Linked DNA regions of Hordeum vulgare: region 1 is linked to region 2. A link is a contact called in public Hi-C data. All regions are on one chromosome and are shown on one strand. The core of a region is the stretch at or near the end of the contact, and the rest is flanking DNA. Distances in the headings are between cores, read along the strand shown.

The links. Hi-C and Micro-C count contacts between places; a contact is called where the count stands out from the background.
Region 1: a Hi-C map of seedling shows a contact between it and region 2, with 2.7 times the contacts expected there. The contact joins the promoter of LOC123451908 here to the promoter of LOC123451907 in region 2. A contact is called at or near these places in 2 of 6 Hi-C or Micro-C datasets (leaf and seedling).

What each region holds. Positions count from the first base shown.
Region 1 is chr5H:512,594,195-512,599,631 of MorexV3_pseudomolecules_assembly, reverse strand. LOC123451908 (protein PIN-LIKES 7) reads left to right here and starts at 3,266. Exons shown (of 10, transcript XM_045128464.1): 1 at 3,266-3,502.
Region 2 is chr5H:512,436,502-512,442,055 of MorexV3_pseudomolecules_assembly, reverse strand. LOC123451907 (nudix hydrolase 23, chloroplastic) reads left to right here and starts at 3,406. Exons shown (of 7, transcript XM_045128462.1): 1 at 3,406-3,834; 2 at 4,255-4,386; 3 at 4,655-4,731; 4 at 5,279-5,414; 5 at 5,507-5,554. The coding sequence starts at 3,643.

The sequences.
Region 1 (5,437 bases), core at 2,017-4,516, 160 kb before region 2:
TTGTTATTGATCGGAGAGTGTCTCGGTCATGTCTACATAGTTCTCGAGCCCGCACAGTCTACACACTTAAGGTTCGGTGACGATATAAGCATAATTGAGTCATAGTGTTGGTGACCGAAGGTTATTCGGAGTCCCGGATGAGATCTCGGATGTGAAGAGGAACTCCGGAATAGTCCGGAGGTGAAGCTTGATATATTGGATGAAGGTCATCGGAATCCAGAATTGTTCCAAGGTGTACCGAGGGAATCACGGAGTGCCTAAAGGAGTTTCTGGAGGCCCCGACAATTGTTGGAGGCCTCATGGGCCAAGGAAAGGGGGCATCGCAGCCCACCAGGGGGCTGGCGCAGCCCTTCTCCCCATCCTATTTAGGCCGAAGGGGGGGCTCCTTGGGGCGCATCCAGCCAAACTTGGGTGGCAAGGCACCCTAGTGGGGGGCCACCCTAACTCTAGTCGTCGCCTCCCCTCTCCCTTCCTCCTATATAGATAGAGGTAGAGAGGGGGCAGCCACACGACAATCTTGTCGCGGCGCTGCCCCTCCTCTCCCTCGCAGTTTCTCTCCTCCATAACCCCTCGGCGAAGCCTTGCCGGGTTGTCACCACCAACACCTCATTACGCTGTCGTGTTGCCGGAGGACCAAGGCTGCTACTTCACCATCGCTCGCTGGATCAAGGAGGTGAAGGCGTTACCAAGCTGTACGTATGTTGAACGCGGAGGTGTCGTCCGTTCGGCACTTGATCCAAAAATCGCGGGACGATTCATGATTGGATCGCGAAGACGTACCACTACATCAACTGCGTCCTTGAACGCTTCCGCTTAGCAATCTACAAAGGTATGTAGATGCAATCTCTCCATTTGTAGATGGTCATCACCATGGATAGGTTTGTTTGCACGTAGGAAAAAAATTGTTTCCTCTGCAACGTTCCCCAACACCGCGCTCACCCGGCACCCCCTCCCTCTTTTTTTTTCGAACGTGCGTCACCTCCCCTAGTGGTGGTTGGGGCGGCCCGCCCCTAGTCCTCGTCGCCCCCTCCTCCCCCTCTCCCCGTCGTCGTGGGTGAACGCCCTCGGCCCTGGCCCGGGCGGTGTCGGCGGCGGCGGGCCATCCCGTTCCCGCATGTGCGTCTCCCCTTCGCGGGGCAGGGCGGCGGCGGTGGTGCTCGGATCGGCGGCGGCCCAACGACCCGCACGGCGGGCGAGGTGGCGGCATTGCTCCTTGGCGGCGGGGCAGCGTGGTGACGCGGGGTGGTCAGCGACGCGCCCCCGACCCATATCTGGGCACTGCGGGGCCCACCTGGGTCCTAGCGGGCCGATCCCCCAGCGCGGCTTCGATGTCTGCTACGTGGTGAGGAGGAGGAGCAGCTCGGACGGGGTGTGGAAACTCCGACGACGTGCGTGTAGCAGCGTGATGGCGGGAGATTTATGGGTCTATAAGGGCCCGAACGGGCATGTGGGCCCATGGCCTGGTGTGCTCCTGCTATTGCATTCGCTCGGCTACCGTCATTCACCGTGGAGGTTGGGCCCTCCCGTGTGCGAACGGTGTTGCTGGCCCAAGTCTCGGCCCCTAATCGTGGTTGTGCAGTCCTTATTTCACGGTGCCGTCGTGAGACGACGTGGGGGCTTCAAGACCATGTTGGCACAGAGTGATGGTTGGTTTGGTGGCAGAATCCGCAGCGTCCGAGGTGCTGGTTGGGATAGGGGAAACCCGTGTCGGCATGGTTGACACCGACACGGTGGCATCCGTGGGTGCCGCTGGACCTTCCTGGAGTGCGTCATTGTCGACATTTATCTCTTTTGTACTTTTTCTGTCATTTTTTGTGCGTGAATGTGTTGTTTTCACCGTAGCATCTATTGTCGAATATTTCCTTTGTCAATAAATTAAGCTAATTTGCACGTATTTACACCTTAGAGCATCTCCAACAGGCGCCGAACGCGCAGCGCGCAAACAACTGGTTTGTCGCGCGCCCATCGCCTGAATTGGCGCGGCGCGCAGCGCTAAAATGCAGCGCGCGCCGCTCCAGCAGCGCGCGCTCACAACACTTTTTTATTTTAAATAAATCAGAAGTATAGATAAATAAAAACTAGATAGATTGCATAAATTAAAAAGATACAAAGGTATTTTACATCGGTGTAACTAGATAGATAGTTCGAAAGCATAGATAAAACTACGGTGCAACTAGATAGAAACTACTCCTAGTCGCTACCATCATCACCATCATCATCCTCGTCGGTGTTGTCCGAGGTTGAGAGCCATATGTCCAACCAACGATCATCGTTTTCCGTGAAGAACGACCTCCCGCCTGCTGCAACGATATCCGCCTGCGCATTCGCCAATGCCTTCGGCCGACGCGTGTCCAACCGCTCCTCGCGGCGCCTTCGTGTGTCCTCCTCGTGGCGCCTTGTCCAGTAGACTTGCTCGTAGGCGACGTCCTCCGGGTGGCGCCGGCGCCACTCCGCCATGACCCGCTCGTCCTCCTGGACGACGAGGAGGCGGCGCTGCCGCGCAGCATGCTTCGCACGGTCTTGTGCTGTGTTAAGACGAGGCGGCGGGGCGACGTCGAGCGCCTACTGGAGCGTGTAGACGTCCTGGAAATTCATCTGCCCGCGCGGTCTGCCTAGGCGCCACACCGCCGCGTCGAACGCACGGGCGGCCTTGTGCGCCGTCTCGTAGGTGCCGAGGCTGAGCTGGAGATCGCTGGAGCGTATCTCGGACTAGTACCCGCGGTAGCCCGACGCTCCTCGGCGGCGCGGCGGCATGGTGGCGCGTCGGTGGAGGGGCGCTGGAGCGGTGGAGGTGCGCGTGGCAGAGGAAGAGGAGTCGTGGAAAAGGCGCGTGGCGAGCGCCGTATTTTATAGACGCGTCGGAAACGGTGCGGCAAAAATGACGCGCGAGCTGCCGTCTTTTCGCACGCGCGCGAAAACTGTTCCCGCGCGCGAGTTTTCCGCCACCGCTGGAGCGCGGTAAAACGTTTTGCACGCGCTAAAAGGTGGGTTTACCGCGCACGCATGTCTTTTGGCTCGGCCGTAGAAGATGCTCTTATAAAAGTGAACAGAGGGAGTACCAAAAGAGAGCACGAGGCTGAGCTGAGCTGTTTTAATCACTGAACAAGGGGAGTCCAACTTGCTCTCGCTCTTTGCGTAAACAAGGGGATGCGCGCGCGCGGTCAAAGAGATGGAGACGCGATGGGCTCCGGCAGACGGATAGCCACACAACCATGTGCGTATTAGCTAGCTAGCGACAGACGGACGTCTGTGTTGGCGGCGGCTGGCGGGCAAGGGGCCGGGAAGGAGGATTATAGGTGGATGCGGTGTAGGCGCCATCTCTTCTCCGGCCCGGCGTCTGCCAGCGTACGTGCCTCGATGGCTGTCCTATTTAAACGTATGCCTTTCCCGGCTGCGTCCATCCAGTGCCGGCTACCGTACGTGCAGCTCCTCCTTCTCTCCCGTCTCCGGTGGTGGACACCTCCATCCTCCTTGCTCCTCTGCCCCGCCGCGCATTCTTCAGGTAACTACGCTTAAATTACCTCGCCTCTGCGTCCGCGATCGACCCCGCCGTCTTTATTTGCTTCCTCTTCTTCTCGAGCTCCATCTCCTACCTGCTGCCGCGTTCCATGTCTTTTCTTCTTCAATCTTGGTGAATAGTATAGCAAGTTCAGTGAGTCTTGGAGAATTTCCGTGTCCCAGCCCGTTCGTTTGTGTCGTCTCCGGACGCCGGCGAGCTCGTTCTCCTTTCCTCAAAGCATGCGCTGCCTGTCTAAACGCACAAGTGATTTACGCCTTCACCTACCACCGTCGCTGACAAGGCACACCTCTCCTTTCTGTTTTGGATTTTTTTGGAGAATTCTCTTTTGAAAAACAGAGCGGCTCCACGATTTCATTTCATCGAAACCACATGAATTTTTTTTTCCTTTTGGTGATAGCTTACCTCTCGCAACGTGCTGCCATGAGGACCATTCTCTTTCGGATCACAGTACAACTAGCATATGCTAGAAGGTAGCAGCAGCTAAATGGATTACGTAAATTAATGAAAGCTTAGAGCAACTTTAACGGTGCGATCCATTTTATTTGTTGTTATCGATTTGGATCGGTGCGGACACAAAAGGTGGCCCAACGCGTCGACTCATTTTTAAAACATGTCCGCTCCACGTCCGCGCCGATCCATTTTTGGTATAAATTTGGAACTGAAATGCGTCGGCGCGGACGCAAAGCGGACGCGCGCGCGCCCTCTCAGTGTCCACCCCAACCACCGCGGTCAACATAATTTATGACAGCCGCCCTCCTCGGGCCCACGCGTCACGGCCGTGGTCCGCCTTTTTAATCCGAGCGTGTGGTAGGGTTCGGCCATTTGCTTCCAAAACCCTCCCACGTCCCCATCTCGCCACCCCTTTGTTTCCTCGTCGACGACCCAACAGTCATGGACAACGGCGACAACCTCGTCGTTTATGCCCGTGCGATGCTTTCAGAGGAGGTCGCCTACTTGCAGGCCAAGAGGGCAATGCACCAGGTGCACGAGCGCGCCCGTGCTACGCCCGGCTTCGCCCAGAACATCCTCGTCGTCTACCCCCGTGCTGCTCCTCGAGGAGGCCGCCTACCTTCATGATAAGATGACGCTGCACCTGGCGAACAAGCACGCCCATGCTGCGCCATCGTCGACACCAGCACTACCCGCGCCGGCACAACCCGCCCCCTGCTCTGGCATAGCCCGACCTCGCCGCCGCCGCCAAGGACGCCTGTTTTTTTCAATTTATAATGTAACGCGTGGACTCTCGTCGGCCTTCGTGACCGGCTTTTAATGTTCAATTATGCGTGCTTATTATATTCTCAAATACTTTATATTTTTTTTACATGTCGGTAAAAATGAATCGAGTCAGCGTTGTGCGCATGCGTCGACCCAAACGTCGAAACGGACATTCATGTCTGCTCGGCCGATCAAAACGGGCAAACGACGAACAAAACCGTCGTTCGTTTGGGTCAACCCGTTGGAGTTGCCCTTAGGCTGGTTGTAATTGAAGTATCATAAGTAGTATCATGCATGCCACATAGGCATATTTGATGAGGTGACATAGAATTAAATGAAAAAAGAGATGATTGAGTATCATATTATGATACTGTATCATATTAAATGTTGTGTTAGTATGTGTCATGCATGGCAATAAATGAACTGTTTTATGATACTAGTACATGATACTATGCATTACGGATATAGTATCATACATTATTATCATATGCATGGTCCTGTATATATACTTCCCGTTACAACCAGTCTTAGCTCCGTGGAGATGGAACAATGCCATCCAGACATGCTGTGGCCACCAATGGTTCCCCGGGGCCAGGCCCTTCACGTTTGGGAGAAGCTACTCGGGAGCAACTTCCCGAGCGCAGCCCATTAAAAATCGAACGGGTATATATCTGTGCCCTTGACGTTGGTAGTTATTACAAA
Region 2 (5,554 bases), core at 2,157-4,656:
CTTCGTGCGCGTAGGAAATTTTTTGTTTCCCATGCTACGTTCCCCAACAGTTTTTACATATTGGAACCATATATGATCCCTAGTAACTACACGAATATATTGGGAAATTTTTAAAACAGGAATCATGGGTTGCTTCACAAAGGGATAATTCTAGTCAGAAAAGAAATAATTATTCTGGCCATAATTTTCCATTGGACAAAGATGTTTTAATATTTTGAAATCATATGGTATTGAGAAGATGTTGTAAAAGTTTTGGGTCTTAAAGCTCATCCAAGCTATAGGTTGCTTCACAACCCATAGTGGTGCCATAATTCCCAAAATATAAAAAGAGCATTGTTTGGAGAAATAAAATATTGCAAATAAATCTCAGAAAGGTTTTAGTAAAAAGCAAAATATTTTGGGTTGCTTGAGACAAGAAATCAGGGACTTCACAATCCAACTTGCTTTGGGAATTTGAAAATCCACCAAGTTGCAAGTGATCTTCAAAAATATCTTTAAAAGAAAAGGTTTGAAAAATCAGGGTGTTACACCACCTAAGGCCCAAGGCGCACAAGGGGCTAAGGGGCCAACCCTAGGGCGTGGAGGGGCTACCTTGGGCGCCAAGCCCACACTAGGGCGCCACCCCTCTCCCATCTAGGGCTGCCGCACCACCTAGGGGAAATCCTAGGGGTGGCGCACCCTCCTCCCTCTCCTCCTATATAAACCCAAGGGGTTTGGGGCTGCAAGCACACAAGTTCTTCCTCCCCTCGGCGCAGCCCTACCTCTCCTCCTCCTCGTCCTCCATAGCGCTTGGCGAAGCCCCGCCGGAGTACCACGCAACTCCATCGTCACCACGTCGTCGTGCTGCCGGAGCTCTCCCTCAACCTCTCCTCTCTCCTTGCTGGATCAAGGCGTAGGAGACGTCACCGGGCTGCACGTGTGTTGAACGCGGAGGCGTCGTTGTTTGACGCTTAGATCAGAATCTTCCGCGATGTGAATCGATGTGAGTACGACGCCATCAACCGCGTTCTAGTAACGCTTCCGCTTAGCGATCTTCAAAGGTATGAAGATGCTCTACCCCTTTGCTCGCTGCTCGTTTCTCCTAGATAGATCCTTGTGAAGCGTAGGTTTTTTTTGAATTACTACTACGTTCCCAACAAAGGTCAATTTTGTGGGCCATGCGACGCTTTGACAATTGGGAATGCGCCGCAAACCAAATTGGAGTCGGTCGAACATAGGGGAAGAGGGGAACTCGCCACGCAAGCCGAAGACGTTGGACGCATGAGATGCTAGATCAAGACTGCGGCATTGGAGGCCAGTTTGGGGGCTACTGAGGGAATCTCAGACTAAGAGGTCCTTGGGCCGCTTGGCTATTTTCATGGGCCGGACTCACAGTCGTCCTATAATTTTGACCGGAGCCCAAATTACAAGACCGCCTTGTATCCAGAACGGACTCCTCCGAAGACTTAGCGTACGCTCCAAGGCAAGATGATAATCACCATGTTTTCTTCTTGGTGTAACCAACATCGTGTAACCCTAGTACCCCTTGTATCTATATAAGTAGCTCACATGGCATATTAAAATCATTACTTATAGGGTTTTAGACCACAACGTACGATCTCGTGGTAGATTAACTCTGTATTCAATACTCCACCATCAATATAAACAAGAGAAAGACGTAGGGTTTTACCTTCTTGAAAGAGGATCCGAACCTGGGTAAATATCGTCTCCCTTGTCTCCTGTTACCCATTGATCCAAGATCCATAGTTCGGGACTCCCTACCCAAGATCCGCCTATTTTGACACCGACATCGGTGGTGTCAGCCTTGAAAGATGGCCTAAGGCCGGTCATAATGGGAGTAACTTAGCTAGTAAGATAGCGCATTTCAAGACAACTTTGCTTATGTGTCATGTAGTTAATGAGAAGAGAGGTGTTTAGAGTAATACTTCCCAAGAAGGAATGAGTCTATAACCTAATAAAAGAAGTCATCTGCTCCTTTTGTCCGGAATTACTTGTCGCACAAATGGATAAAAATGGATATATCTATAACTAAAATACGTATAGATACACCCTTTCTCCGACAAGTATGTCCGGACGAAAAGAGTATGACACTATTACTATGTTACTCTGCACTATAAAAATAATAACATTAGTGTAAGTTACTTTTCACTATGACCAGCCTAATGAGAAATCAAATGAGTCATCGGATTGGAACAAGAAAAGTAGTCATGCATATATTTCCCCTTTAAAAATGCGTTTCACACCTCTAGAACATTCTTCTCCACTCCAGAGCTATTGTAGGAGGTGATAAGGGAGGCGAAAGGAGGGCGAGCGGCGTCGCTCCAGTCAGTGAGGCCGTTGGGCCGCTCCGTCTCCGGTGCCCCTCTGGGCCTTAGAGAAGCAGCAAACCACGGTTCTCCTCCAGCCGGTGGCTGTACAGTCCCTACGCTATCTAGGTTAGTTCTCTAACCGAGTATGATGTCGCGGCACCGGCGGACTTGGGTAGGAATAAGGTCCCTCCGACTACGGTGTTGTCCTAGCGGCGAGGTCTCTCGCGTAGTTGTGGAGTTTGTGAGGGGAGGTGTACAGGGGTTACGCTTTGGAAGCGACACTCGTCTGCGGTTGCCATGTGTGGCGAAGCTGTGGCGGACGCGAAGGCGAGCAGCTGTGGCGGTCTTCGGTACGGGGCAATGAAGCGTGGATCTGGCCGTCTCGGTGTAGACGGTGTGGTCAAATCCCCAGATCCGAGACGATGCAAGCTCGGAGAGCGCCTCATGGAGGGAGGTTGCCTTCGGCCGCCTGATCTTTACCGGATTTCATCCTGGTCATTAGGCTGGGAGGCTATTTGGGGCTCAATAAAGCTAGAGGGTGTGGGGCTTCACCGGGTGTGGGTGTCATGCTCCGCGGTAGTGGTTTTTCTCCGACAATTTCAACGACGGAAGACGTTGGCGTTGAGCATCTTCGGCTTGTCCAGAGAAGATGATGGACCAACTTGTTATTTTGTTTTTTTATCATGGTCTTCTCAGTTGTAGTTTGGCGGTGGCAGCCGAATTGCTTATATCCTTTATGGATGTTTGTATTTAAACGAGTTCATGTACTACTTACTTTCTTGACGTATAAATACAAGTAGTTGCATAAGCTGTATGTTTTAAAAAAATGTGTTTCACACAGACAGGATACCGAGGATAAACCTCATCAAGGTTTAAGTTCTGATGCTTGCATTATTTCTGGATTTATTTTAAGATTTTCGACGATACACTTTTAGTGGGAGGAAACGTTTCGTCGACAACGAGGCATCTACGATGACTTCGTAAAACTCAAGATGACATGTTGGCTCAGTCTATCGAATGTGTTTATAGGGATACGGTGTGCGTATTTACGTTCGTAATGATGAACGTATGTAGTGTGTTAGAAGAACGTGGAGGATAAACCCGCCACGCCATCTTCCCAAATTGTTTATCCAGCGCGCCGGCCCCGTCGCTGGTGGCGACCCACCCCGTCCCGCCGCGTCGCCCAATAGCCACCGCCCACATAGCCAAATCACCACCGCCCGCCGACGTGTTCCGCGGCCGACCTCACCGCGCAACCTCCCCTTCCCCCAGTCGCCGTCCTCCTCCCATCCCCACCAACCAACCTCCCCCCTACTAAACCCGCCCGACCGCCATGCTCCTCCTCAGATCCCACCACCTCCTCCTACCCCACGCCGCCCGCCTCCTCGCCCGCCGCGCCGCCGCCGCGCCCCTTCCCCGCACCGCCGCCGCCGCCCGCCTCCGCCCGCTCCGGATGTCGGCCTCCAACCACTCCGGCGCCGGCGCCAGCTCCCCCTCCGCCCCCTCGCCGCCCCCGGCCCCCGCGGTGAGCCTGATGCGCCTTCCTCCTCCTCCTCACGCGTCCGTCCGTATGATGTCTGGCCGTGCCGCGGTTCGGCGCCCGGCTGCCGGCGTCGCTGATGTCGGAGCTGAGATGCTGGGGACGTAGAATAATCGCCGTGGGTGTACCATCTAGTGCGTTGACTTAGCAACTGGTGGATGGGAAGGGATGCCTGCCTTAGCAACTGTGAGCCACGAGGCATCCTCTGCCGGTTGCAACCATGGTGCTCTGTCTCCCTATCCCTTAGCACAATTATCTACCGTGCGTGTGGGTGGATGTGGCGTCGACTCAGGATCAAATTAGTGGATGATAGCTTTCAGGGATTTCCTGAGATAATACTCGTTGCTCTACCGCTCTAGCCGACTGAACACACACCTAACCGCCGCTGACTGTCCCCTTATGCAGATGCCCAAGTCGAGGATACCTTTCTGCCCAGCCTGTGGAAGTCCGACGAAATTGGCCGTGCCAGACGGAGACGAGAAGATGAGGGCTGTCTGTTCTTCTTGTGGGAGAGTGCACTACGAGAACCCCAAAATGGTATGGACTGGACAACAGTGTATGAATAGGTGCCATCTTCAGAGTTCACACGATATGTGCATATGCATTTCCAGTTTAGAACCAAGATACTGTCGTTTGCTTGATTAAAATGCCAACTGCTTCTGAGTTTCCATTCTACAGACCTGATGCTTTTACATATCTTTGTTCTATCATTGTTCGACTATGGAAATTCATATGGCAAATAACACGTGTAGGCGTGTTAGCTTTTGCCCATTTGTTTTGTCATTAATCTGTGTCGTCTTTGTAGGTTGTCGGTTGTCTTGTGGAGCATGATAACAAGGTCCTCCTTTGCAGAAGAAAGATTGAACCGGCTTATGGCCTTTGGTAAGCTGCTCTTGATAAGTCCATTAGTTATATCTAGTCAGGGTTTCTGGTGGTTCTCTGTACGGTATTGGCGGGCCACATGGTTTTACTATGCTCTACGGTTATTAGTTTATTACCATAAGATATATGTTCATGTCTATGCATGTAGTATCAAAACCAATTTTACATCCATAGTGAAGTACTCCCTCCGTCCCAAAATAAGTGACTCAAGCTTAGTACAACTTTGTACTAGAGCTAGTACAAAGTTGTGACACTTAATTTGGGACGGAGGGAGTATTTACAGAGAATGTTTGCTTATACTCCCTCTGTTCCGAATTATATAGACGTGTTTTAGGGTGTTTGTTCACTCATTTCAGTCCGTATGTAGTTCGTATTAGAATATCCAAAACGTCTTATAATACGGAACAGATGCGGTAGTATTTGTAGAGTACAACTGTAGAGTTCATTTTCATCTTCATTTGCAAAGCATGGACAAATTTCGTTGTTACTGTAAGAACATAGTAATTTTGGTGCTGGTCTATCATTCTAATCAAGGTTACATCAACAGGACTCTTCCTGCTGGTTATTTGGAAGTTGGAGAGTCTGCAGCAGCAGGAGCCTCGAGGGAAACATTGGAAGAAGCTTGTGCAGATGTGGAGATAGTCTCACCTTTTGCTCAGTTGGATATTCCGCTAATTGGCCAAGTGAGTGAAAAGTAGCCTAATCGGACAATTCATGCTTAACTTCATACACTACTAAGTGGATTCTTCTTGTGTATTGTGATGGCATGCAGTAGAGTTACATTATTTTCCGAGCAAGAATGAAGACCCCCAGTTTCTCACCT